2 separate regions of the Oryctolagus cuniculus genome follow, and region 2 is linked to region 1. A link is a contact called in public Micro-C data. All regions are on one chromosome and are shown on one strand. Each heading gives the region's core, a stretch centred on a gene start, on an enhancer-like site or on the middle of the called end of the contact. The rest is flanking DNA. Distances are from core to core; before and after follow the strand shown. Region 1 holds the start of COX10 (cytochrome c oxidase assembly factor heme A:farnesyltransferase COX10). Region 2 holds the start of LOC100352865 (heparan sulfate glucosamine 3-O-sulfotransferase 3B1).

What was found. A called contact is a pair of places that touch in the nucleus more often than the background predicts.
Region 2: a Micro-C map of ear pinna shows a contact between it and region 1, with 7 times the contacts expected there. The contact joins the promoter of LOC100352865 here to the promoter of COX10 in region 1. A contact is called at or near these places in 2 of 6 Hi-C or Micro-C datasets (ear pinna and an unstated tissue).

The regions. Positions count from the first base shown.
Region 1 is chr17:58,045,242-58,050,941 of mOryCun1.1, forward strand. COX10 (cytochrome c oxidase assembly factor heme A:farnesyltransferase COX10) reads left to right here and starts at 2,885. Exons shown (of 7, transcript XM_002718961.5): 1 at 2,885-3,039. The coding sequence starts at 2,889. LOC103351459 (a long non-coding RNA gene) reads right to left here and starts at 2,898. Exons shown (of 3, transcript XR_007911390.2): 1 at 2,791-2,898.
Region 2 is chr17:58,229,793-58,235,492 of mOryCun1.1, forward strand. LOC100352865 (heparan sulfate glucosamine 3-O-sulfotransferase 3B1) reads left to right here and starts at 2,371. Exons shown (of 2, transcript XM_002718869.5): 1 at 2,371-3,419. The coding sequence starts at 2,881.

The DNA.
Region 1 (5,700 bases), core at 1,635-4,134:
GATGGATTCTTTTACTTATTTATTCAAAATGTATTTCCCATTTCTCCCTTAGTTTAACATTCATGTGAACTGGGACAACAATATGTGTAGGTCCATAATGATGAAGTGACTGGCTTAAGCTGTCACCACAATCCTGTTCCCTGCTTTCTCAGCCTCCCTTGCAGCTATGGGTGGCCAAGTCAATGAACGCAGCCACAGAACATTATTCTTTCCAAAAGCACTTTCAGGAATTATTTTTCAGAAGCATGGTAATTACAAATGTTAGACAGATTATATGTATTTTCTAGTAAAGCCAGAATACGCTAATCTTTTAGACTCTTCTTCCATAAATCATTTACTCTGGTTTCCTTAAATAAATAAAAATCTGTTTATCCAATGGAGTATTTTGTCATACCTTGCCCCCATTTTTGTAAAATTTTTTAAATGATAGAAAAATCTGTTTGCCAAGAAGGTATCTGACTATTAAACTTCTCTATCATAAACCTAAGCAACTTAGAAATTCCTATTTTTGAGTACACAAAATCTAATATTCACATTAATCAAACTTTTAGACACAGTTGTGTTGTTGCATGAAACCTGGAACCTAGGATTCTCAGTTCTGTGTACCCAAATCACTGGTGGTACTTTAAAAGAAAATTACAGTTCAGTCTCCATCTACCCCACACCTCTTCTGATTCACACTTGGAGGTGGCTCAGGACTCTGGTAGTTTAAGTTTTAAGGACAGCCAAGACTGAAATACTGTGCTTTATACATCACAGAAGCTGAGGCTCTTCAAGAGGCTTTAGTTGAATGAGGCCTTATGGCATGGTGAAAATAACTCTGTAACAGGTATAGGGGTTCTGGCCTTGGTTTTGGCACTCAGCAGTTAGTTGACTTTGGCCAAATAACTTAAAAACTCTTTGAGCCTTAATGAGTCACTCATAAACGGGACAATTTTTGCCCTGGATGTAAACATCAACTGTTTATAAAAGCATGTGGAAAGGGGCTGGCGCTGTGGCATAGTGGGTAAAGCCTCCCATATGGGAGCTGGTTCGAGTCCTGGCTGCTCCACTTCCAATCCCTCTGCTATGGCCTGGGAAAGCAGTGGAAGATGGCCCAAGTCCTTGGGCCCCTGCGCCCGCATGGGGGACCCTAAGAAGTTCCTGGTTCCTAGCTTCGGATCAGTGCAGCTCCGGCTGTTTCGACAATTGGGGAGTGAGCCAGCGGATGGAAGACCGACCCATCCCTCCCTCCCTCCCTCTCCCTCTCTCTCTGCCTCTGCCTCTCTGTAACTCTGCCTTTCAAAAAAATAAATCTTTAAAAAAAATGGAAAATTACCAGGAATCTGGAAACTTATTTTTTCAAAGATTTTTATTTAGTTATTTGACAGGTAGTTACAGACAGAGAGAGAGAGAGACAGAGAGAAAGGTCTTCCTTCCATTGGTTCACTTCCCAATGGCCACCATGGCCAGAGTTACGTGGATCCGAAGCCAGGAGCCAGGAGCTTCTTTCCTGGTCTCCCATTTGGGTGCAGGCGCCCAAGCACTTGGGCCATCCTCCATTGCCCTCGTGGGCCACAGCAGAGAGCTGGACTGGAAGAGGAGCAACTGGGACTAGAACGCGGGGTCCATATGGGATGCTGGCACCGCAGGCAGAAGATTAACCTAGTGCACCACCATGCCGGTCCTGAAATCTGGAAACTTCTATCAGTCCTGAAGACTGTTATCCTCTTTGTGGAGTGCCCTTTCCCGTCCTTGCATGTTGAAAAAATCCTATTGCACCTTCCACTGAGAACTCTTCTGAAATCTTTGGAGCCCTCTCTACCCCAACTACACAGAAATGTCAGCACCTCAGGGCTTTCCAGAACCTTCCACATCAGCCTATCACACGGACCGTCCTAACGACAACCCTGCTGTCCACCACTGGCATAGGGTACGCTCCTCTCCCACCCGGAGCCGTCTTCTCAGTGCCCCTGTCCCTAGCAATGCTAGCCCAGGTGGCCCAAAATGGCCACCACCCCAGCCCGAAAACAGGAACTACCCTTGTAGAACCAGCTTTTTCAAAAGCGGAGTCTTTTCTTCAATGCACTTTCGCTGATCAAGGAGATACTAGGAGACTTCAAAAGTCCGTGGAGAAACAGAACTAAAACAAGTTTATCTGGCTGCTGCAAACACTATTTGAATTTCATGAGTTTTTTTTCCCCCTCCATAGTACGTGTTTCCAATGGATTTCAAAACATTTTTGCATCCAAACTAGGATTTAATTCCATTTTCCATGAGCTTTTTGAAGTTCCCCCGTAAAGGGAGGGCTGCCGAGCTCTGCTGGAGTGACCACCACGGATGATAACTAATTTATCGCTGCCATTCGTGGTAGGCGCCTGCGACAGTGAATTCCTTCATAAAACGTGCACTGTCCTGATCCCCGTTCTACAACGAGACGAGCGGGGAGCCGGGTTCGAGCGACTTCGTAATTGGCTCAAACACAGACCTCACTCCAGAGCCCCAAGGCTGAGCCACTCCCCGCACCTTCTGCACCCAGAGGCGCTCTGAGGCTCCGTTCCCCGGGTGTGGCTCGGGGACCCGACCCCTCGAGTCCACCCCGACTCCCTTTCGACAGCCAAGCTGGCGCCGCGGGCACTGCTCGACCCGGAGGGGAGCGGAGGCACCGCCGATGTCCTCGGGCGCTCCGGTCACCAGCACGCGTCTAAACAGCACCGGGGCCCTGGATCCGGCCGGGGGCGTCTGCGCAGCTCTGCCGCGCCTTTTTCCCCGGGAGGACTCAGCCACACCACGCTTTCTCCCAAAGTTTACCTCAGACCCCGAGCCGTCAGCCCGGCCGGGAAGCTCCAGCACACCCACAGCTAGAGCGAGGTCCTCCCACTGGCCGCCCGCCGGAAGTGACGCACCGGATGCGTCCCTCCTCCCGCAGAGGGGGCGGGGAAGGAAGATGGCGGCGCCCAGCAGCCGGTGAGGGCAGAAGACACCGGGACCCTGGGGGGCGGCCGAACTCGTCCGTTATGGCCGCATCCCCGCATGCTCTGTCCTCACGCCTCCTGACAGGTACTAGACCCGCCTCGGGCACGATCTTGGGAAAATTCTTGCTTTCGTGCCACGTGCGAGACCGTGGTTTCCGGCTGCCTGCAACCTTGGGAGCCCTTGGAGAGGTCGGGTCAGCGGAAGCGGGGAAGTGACTTTTGGGGTAGCCTGGAGGGAGGAGGCCGTGGAGCGAGGGTCCAGCCTTGCACTGTATCCCCAGTGGTCCGCACCGTCTCCTCCATCGGGAAGGAGTGGGCAGGGTCAGGTGCTTCTCTGGCTTTTCAGAGAGTGAGAGTTGGAGGAGAGGGCAGGACCTTAGGGCTCCCCAAATCTCTTAGCTTATGAGAGGCTCGCTTCCCAGCCTTCCCTCCTGGCTTTCCTTGTAACTGGGAGTCTTCGCTTCAGTGTAGAGTGATAAACATAAGGACAACTGTAGACAGCAGTACGTACCCCCTCCCACGCCCTGCCCCAGACTTTGCGCCATCAGCGTGGTCCCTGATGTTAGTCCTCCACTTGAAAGACCCGTGACAGATGATATATTGAGCTGAGATGCTCATCCCTACCACTTGGCAAGGACTCAGCTCAAATGCCTTCTGTGTCTCCTTATCAAATCACCGTATCTAAAGTAAGGCTCCCTGTCTTCTGATATCAGCCTTTATCTTTCTTTCATCATGATTAGTACAATCTGTTGTTTATATCCTGGTTTATTGTGTGTTTTTCCCAACGAGAATATAAACATTTTTCTTAAAGATTTTTATTTATTTGAAAGGCAGAGTTACAGAGAGGCAGAGGCAGACAGAGAAAGAGAGGTCTTCCATCCACTAGTTCACTTCCCAATGGACTGCAACGACCAGAGCTGTGTTGATCCGAAGCCAGGAGCCGCTTCTGGGTCTCCCACGTGGGTGCAGGGGCCCAGGGACTTGGGCCATCTTCTACTGCTTTCCCAGGCCATAGCAGAGAGCTGGATCAGAAGTGGAGCAGCCGGGTCTCGAACCAGTGCCCATATGGGATGCCGGCACTGCAGCCTGGGGCTTTCACCCACTGCGCCACAGCGCTGGTCCCAAGAACAGAACCTTTATGGAGGCAGCAACAATGTCTGCCTCTCTGGTTCACCTTTGTGTCCCCAGTGCCTAGGACTGGGCCTGGTGTGTGTTGTTGTCTCTCTGTAATTATTTGTGAATGGAGGAAATTTATCCTGGTGGTACTGTGGAAGAAGAAATTGGGAATTGTTTTGCCCTCAGTATTTTAGGGTGAGAACTAATGGCTGGGTGGGGAACATGTTGCAGATGATCCCCGTTGGAGACCATATAGGAGAAGCCAGGAACTTTCTTCTGGTCATACCCAGAAACTACTTTCAGGCCTACCCTACCACTCATGAACTCTGCATTATCTGGCAATGTTGGTCACTGTGACTCCATGAGACTTCTTTCTTCCTTGTTTTTCATGATGTTATTTTGTAGATCTTTAATTGTCTGTGTAATCTCAGGGCAAATCACTTGACTTTTCTAGAACTGAGTTTACTCATCTATAAAATGGGGTTATTAAACGATGATCTCAAAGGCCCCTTCTGGTTTGTAAGGTGGGAGGGAGCGTAGGTCAAACAGGACCGGCCAGGGTTTGGTCATTGTGAAAGCTGGGGGATAAGTATGGGGTTTGTTGAAGTCTTCTGCTTTTTTATATAACTATAATTTTCCATAATGAAAAGTTATTTTTTAAGTTCTTATTTATTTGTTTGTTTGAGAGGCAGAGAGAGAGAGAGAGAGGTCCCCTCTGCTGGTTCACTCTCAAAATGTCCACAATGGCCAAGACTGGATCAGGCCAAATTCAGGAGCTGGGAGCTTAATCCAGATCTCCCACATGAGTGACAGGAACCTAATTACCTGAACCATCACTGCTGCCTCCCAGGCTGTGCATTAGCAGAAAGTTGGAATCAAGACACAGTAGATTAATCCTCCGCCTGCAGCGCCCGCATCCCATATGGGCGCCAGTTCTAGTCCCGGCTGCTCTTCTTCTAATCCAGCTCTCTGCTGTGGCCTGGGAAAGCAGTAGAAGATGGCCCAACTCCTTGGGACCCTGCACCCACGTGGGAAACCCGGAGGAAGCTCCTGGCTCCTGGCTTCGGATCGGTGCAGCTCTGGCTGTTGCGGCCATTTGGGGAGTGAACCAACAGAAGGAAGAATTTCTCTCTGTCTCTCCCTCTCACTGTCTAACTCTGCCTCTCAAATAAATGAATAAAAATTAAAAAAAAAAAAAAAGAGCCAAGTATAGAACGCAAGTACTCTGAAATGGGGCAGGTGTCTTAACTACTAGGTCAAGTGCCCATCCCCCGCCCCCCCAGTTTTTTTATTTTTCTGTTTTGAAGCCCATGTTTCTTTATTTTGAATCACTTCTTAGTTACCTGTTACCATCCCTGACTGAACGTCCTTTGTTCCGCACCTTACACATTCATTCTCTGAGGCCTCCTCAAGAATTCTACACTAATAAGTGAATAATATGAATAATACGCTAAGAGGTGTATAATTATCACCTCTGTGTGGTTTCTCCAGCTGCATCCCTCAGGCTAGCTGTCTTGCTGCCTTGGCTGTTCTGTGTTTTCAGCTTTCTGTGGGGTAATTCCATTTGACTGACCCAACTGTCCCAGTTCCAAGAGAAGGGCAGCTGCATGTGGTATGGTGCTGGCTCCGC
Region 2 (5,700 bases), core at 1,121-3,620, 180 kb after region 1:
AGGGACAAGGCGGCTGCGAGCGGCCCTGGTCCCACTCTGGCGCCACTGCCGAGGCCCGGCAGGACTTGCGGGAGGCCCCCCAGCCCCTCGCACTGAGCGCGCCGCCAGCTCCCGCACTGCGCTGGGCAGCGGAGACCGGACGGGCGGCGGGTGGCTGAGCTCCGGGGCTCTCCGCTCTGCGCCTCACTCAGGGGCGATTTCCGACGCCCACAGCCTTCCTTCCACTCTCTCCCTCCCTCCACCCCCGGGAAAAAAAAAAAAAAAAAAGCCAGCTCCAAACACATCCGGAGCCTGCCTCGCTCTCTCACCCGACTTCCCTAACACCCCAAGGCACAGGGACTTTATTTATTAATTTTTTTATCTGGAGGATTAAAATCCTGAAAACATCATTGAGTCACACCCGATCTGCACCGACGTTAACCACACGCGCGCTGCAAGGAACCCAACACTCACAAGTCAGGATCTTCATGTCCCACCGAAATAACAAGAGCCTGGGGACACTTAATGCCCCCCCCCCCCATTTTCAAAATAAAGGAGTCTGGCTGGTGCACAGAAATCTATTTGTCCTCACGTTTCAGAAGCGTAAATTGGGAATTAAGTGAATTGGGTGAAGAATCCAGGGCGCATAAGTCACTTGGAGAGAATCCACCCAACATCCCTGCCAGGCCAGAAAAAAAAAAAAAAAAAAAAAAAGCCGGAAAGTTCAAGGTGGGATGGGGGGGAGGGGTGGCGAGGGAGGAGGAAAATCCTGAATTATTTCCCCCTCGACAGTTTTGTAGGAAAATGTGTCAGCGCTCAGGGGAGTTACAAGGAGGTCGCGCGGGGCACCGCGTGGGGCGCACGGGTCCCACGCCGGCCGCTGCGTTTTCCTAACCCTCTCCAGTCACGGGGCACATTTTTGGAACCGGAGACGCCGAGGTCAGAGCGGCTTTCTCAGCTTGCTCCCCGGGGTGGGGTTCCCAGGAGACACTTAGTGGGGACACTGGCTCCGGAAGGGAGAACAGCGCGGGCGGCAGCTCCGGCTGAGCCACTCCGTGGGCGGCACCGGACCCCCGGGGCCGCGCGGGGGCCGGCGTCGGAAGAGACGCTCTGTCCGGAACCACGGGCCGCCAGGTGTTGGGAGGCCCGCCGGCCGCTCCGCCGCGGGGCCGCGGGGCTGCGGGCGCCGGGATGCCTCGGAGGCTCCTGAGCTTCCTCCACACGCCCGGGACAGGAATGCAGCCGAGCGCGGCGGCGCCCCTGGTCCCCTCTGCCCACCCAAAAGCGGCTGGAGTGCCTGGGAGCCCCCGCTTCCCAACCTCGGGGCAGGTCTTTTGTTTCCCCACTCTGGGCAGAGAGTGGGGTTCCCAGGAGACACTTAGTGGGGAGGCTTCGGCTGGACTTTGACTATTAGAAGAGTGCCACTCGGTGACGGATGTGCCCGAAATCGGCACATTCTACGGCGAAAGGCGACAGGTCAGCGAGCCAACCTGTCGCCTGCCTGAAGGCGAATGTTGGCTTCAATACCGATTCAGGGAAAAAGAGAAAGGACAAGTTCTCAAACGTAACGTGTCCAATAAACTCACAATACTCAGAGGACAACTTTCTGCGCTGACTCCGCTGGTGCGCGCGCACGCGTGTCCAAAGGAAACTTTTTTTCTAGACTCTACCTTTTAGTTAATTTCTCCCCGCGCCTTCTCCCTCCCCACCCCCCCCCGGCAGTTTTAGAGGCAGAGATTTTTTTTTCTTTTTTCCTGGAGGACGGTTTACTTCCCACTTAAAAGAGAGGCAGGCCGAGGTGGGTGGGTGGGGGTGAGAGAAGGCCCACCTCCTGGCACAGAGTAAGAAAAGACAGGGGAAAAAAAGCGATTTCCAAACAGGCCTTCCATTTCTCAAACCGATGCCCGTCCGGGAAGGGCGTGCCTCCTGGGCCCCCGGCGAGGGACCGGCTCGACACGGGCCTTGGGTGCACCTGCGGGCGCCCCTGCCTCCTCCAGTCCCTTCTCCTACCCTGCAGCGCACACTTGGGGATCGCGCCCGAGACACATCTGGACCGGGGCTCGCGTCCCGGCATCTGGGCAGCGGCAGCCCAGGCCGGCTCCCAGGGAGCGATCGCGGAAACGCACGCGAGTGCGCCACTCGCTGGGGTGCGACCTCTCCCAGCACTCCGCCAACTCCAGCATCCGTCCCAGCATCTGCGGCTGGCACCAGCCCCTGGCTCCGCCCCCATGAGCCCGCCCCCTCGCCCCCGAAGCCAATAGCCTCACCCGGTCGCTCTGCACCGCCCCCAACTCTTTCCACACCTCCACGCCCCGGGAGCGGGTTGGCTGCTGAGTCCTGGGTGAGGCCCCGCCCTCGGCGTGGTGCTCGCCGCTTCTGGTAGGAAGAGCAGCCCGTCACTCCGCAAGGCCGGGCCCGCCCCCTCCACCTCGGTCTGCTCGCTGGCTTCCTGCGCAGTTCTCCTCCGCAGCCTCCGCCGGGGCTGCTCTCCAAGACTGGGGCGCTCAGAACGGCGAGCAGGCAGCCCCGGCGAACAGCCGTGCGCACCGTCCCGAGCGCTCCGGGAGAGCGCGCGCAGGGGCTCTGCTAGCCCGCAGCGGGCCGTGACGCCGCAGGAGCAGCCCCTGGGCCAGCACTGACCGCCGCCCCGACTTGGCGTTCCAGTTGCGGCTGCTCCCGGGACAACATGTCAAGAGCCGCCGCCGCTACAGCTGCCGCCGCCACCTGGAGAGCAGCAGCAGCAGCGGCAGCGGCGGCAGCGGCGGCCGCTTTGACCGCGGGCACGCGGGGGCAATAAGCGTCCGGCGAGCCGCGGAGGGGGAGCCCTCTCTGCGCTCACTGCCCCGGCGGGACCCTGGCCATGTGCTGAGCCATGCCCCTGGCCGCGCCCGCGGGCAGCGCATGGGGCAGCGCCTGAGCGGCGGCCGCTCCTGCCTCGATGTCCCGGGCCGGCTCCTGTCGCAGCCGCAGCCGCCCCCGCCGCCGGTGAGGAGGAAGCTCGCGCTGCTCTTCGCCATGCTTTGCGTCTGGCTCTACATGTTCCTGTACTCGTGCGCCGGCTCCTGCGCCGCCGCGCCAGGGCTGCTGCTGGGCTCGGGCTCCCGCGCCGCGCACGCCCCGCCGGCCGCCCTGGCCACCGCTGCGGACGGGACGCCTCCCAGGTTGCCGTTCCGGGCGCCGCCGGCCACTCTGCTGGCCAACGAGGGCGCCGCGAGCCAGGAAGAGCAGGGTCCCGAGGCGCCGGACTCCCCCAGTCCCATCTCCAGCTTTTTTAGTGGGTCCGGGAGCAAGCAGCTGCCTCAGGCCATCATCATCGGCGTGAAGAAGGGCGGCACGCGGGCGCTGCTGGAGTTCCTGCGCGTGCACCCCGACGTGCGTGCCGTGGGCGCCGAGCCCCACTTCTTCGACCGCAGCTACGACAAGGGCCTCGCTTGGTACCGGTGAGTGCGCGCGGGAGCGGGCGAGGGCGCGGGGCGGCGGCATAGGCTGCAAAGGGGGCGAGCGCACGCCGGGTGCGCCCAGCTCGGCTCTCGCCAAGACCCGGAGAAACTTCTGGCGCAGCGCCGGCGGCTCAGTGGTCCGCGGTGCTCAAGAACCACAGGCAACGGGGCAGCGACTTGGTGTGCGCTTGGAGAAGCAGGGTGCCCTCTAGCCATGGCGTTGCCGCCCCATACGCATCAATCAGGGTCGCCAGGATTTAATTTTTCCTGGCGGAGCCCCCGGGACGCTGGGAGGAGCGTTGTGCGCCCCCGCCGACACAGCCTGCTCCCTGCACCAACTTCTGAGCAGTTTCTGCGCTCCAGACTCTAGGGGATCGGGCGGCGACAGCGTCCTGCCGAGACCGCAGGGAGGTTGTGGGTTTCGGAGTTAACATTGCTCCTGGCTCCCGGGGCCGGGAGGGGCGTCGCACCCGCGCTCGGCTCCAGCGTCTCGGGCTCGGGAGGGTGAGCTGGGGCGGGCGGCGAGCGGAGCGTGGAGCGGTGCTGGTCTCTGTCGGGCAAAGGCGCGCACTGCAGCCGGTGTGAGCGGCGCGCAGCTTTGAAGGCTTCCCGGCGCCTCCCGGGCAGGGCCCACCCGTTTCCCGCCTACCCCGGCCTTGATGCTGGGGGGAGCGAAGAGCAAGGAACGCGTGTCTCCGCGGGCTCTTGACACGTCGGGGGCACAAAGACTTTTTTTTGGGGTGGTGGTGGTGGTGGTGAGGGTATCCAGGGATTGGAAACCAGAGTAGCTTCGAGGTGGCTGCTGCCCAAAATTTCTTTTTCCAGTCCGAAGGGACAGACAGAATCGCTACCGCTGCCCACGGCTTCCCGCAGCTCCCGGGCCTTGGGGCAGAGGTGGTTTGGCAGAGTCCGGGCGAGGCGCACGGGTGGGCAAGGGGTTGCCAGACTCCGGCGTCTGCAAACACCGTCTCCGCCCTGAGGGTCTCCTTCTTTCCGGTCATCATTCCCCGAGCCCGCGCGCGCACGGGTCCCCGCCAGCCCCCCAGACCCAGTGGGCTTCCAAGAGGCGGCAGACTTCCGGAAACAAAACGGAGAGAAGGGAAAACGGGGATCCCTCACACCCCCACCCCGCTCCCTGTCCCCACCCCGCCGTGGGGACTCGGATAGGATGGAGACTGCCGAAGGGGCCGACCTCTCGCCCCCAAACCCGCGCTCTGAAGGGCTTCGCCCAGTCCCTGGCCCCACAGCCCTGTGCGTTTGTTGTTGCGAGAAGTCGCCCACGGGGCTCAGGGTTCTGGTCCGGTGAGCGCGCCTCAGAGCTGCCATCTGTGTAATGGGCGCAAAGCCGGGCGCGCACGCTGGGCCCCTCCCCGGTGGTGTGCTGTCGTCGCTGCGGCCATAGTATTGTCACCGCTTCCACAACGCCCATCGCCCCGTCCCGGGAGCAGGCCAGCGCCCTTCCAAGGTGGACCTGGCCACAGCTGGAGGCAGCCCGGGTTTCTTTTCTTTTCTTTTCCTTTTATTTTATTTTTTTATTTTCTGGGATCAGACAAGTGTTGGGGGGGGGGGGCTGGCTGGAGAATCACGGATTGCGCTAGGTCGTGCGGGCGACTTGCCGTCCACCTGCCGCTCTCCCGTTTCGTGGCCTCGGAACGCAGAGTAAGGGACAGAGACGCACTGCAGACCCTCGGGCTTCGCGGCTTGCGTCTGCGCTGCTAGCGGCCGCGGGGGCGGCTGAACCTGCGGGATCCGCAGCGGGCCCGGGACACCCCTTCATCCTCCCGAGCCGGACGGTCGCGCCCCGGGAAGCACCAGGCCCGCGCGGCCGTGACCCCGTGGATCGTGCTGCGGGAGGAGCAAGCTGCACACCGGCCCCAAACGCAGCGTCCCCGGAGCGCGGGGCTAGTGGGTTTTTTTTTTTTTTAAAGAAAAGGCAACTTTAATGCTATCTGTTTAAGTTAAACATTTTTTTTAATAAATTAAGAATACTGTAGTTGTCTGGAAAAAGAAGTGTTGGCTTCAGAATTATTGCAAAGGCGGTGATTTTTAAACAGAGACTCCCGGCCCGGGGCGCGGTATCCCGATTCCCGGCGCCCACGCTGCGCCTTTGGGCCTCGCTGCCGTGCCCCAGGGCTCTGCTAGGCCTGGCGGCCCAAGCGAGGTGGGCCCCGTCGCTCACCCGGGAGAGTGGCCCTTGGGAAGCGAGGCTGGGGCAAGTCTTCGGAACGGGGTCGCGGGACAGCGCGGGAGACCCACAGCCACGGGCGCGCACGGCTGGGTG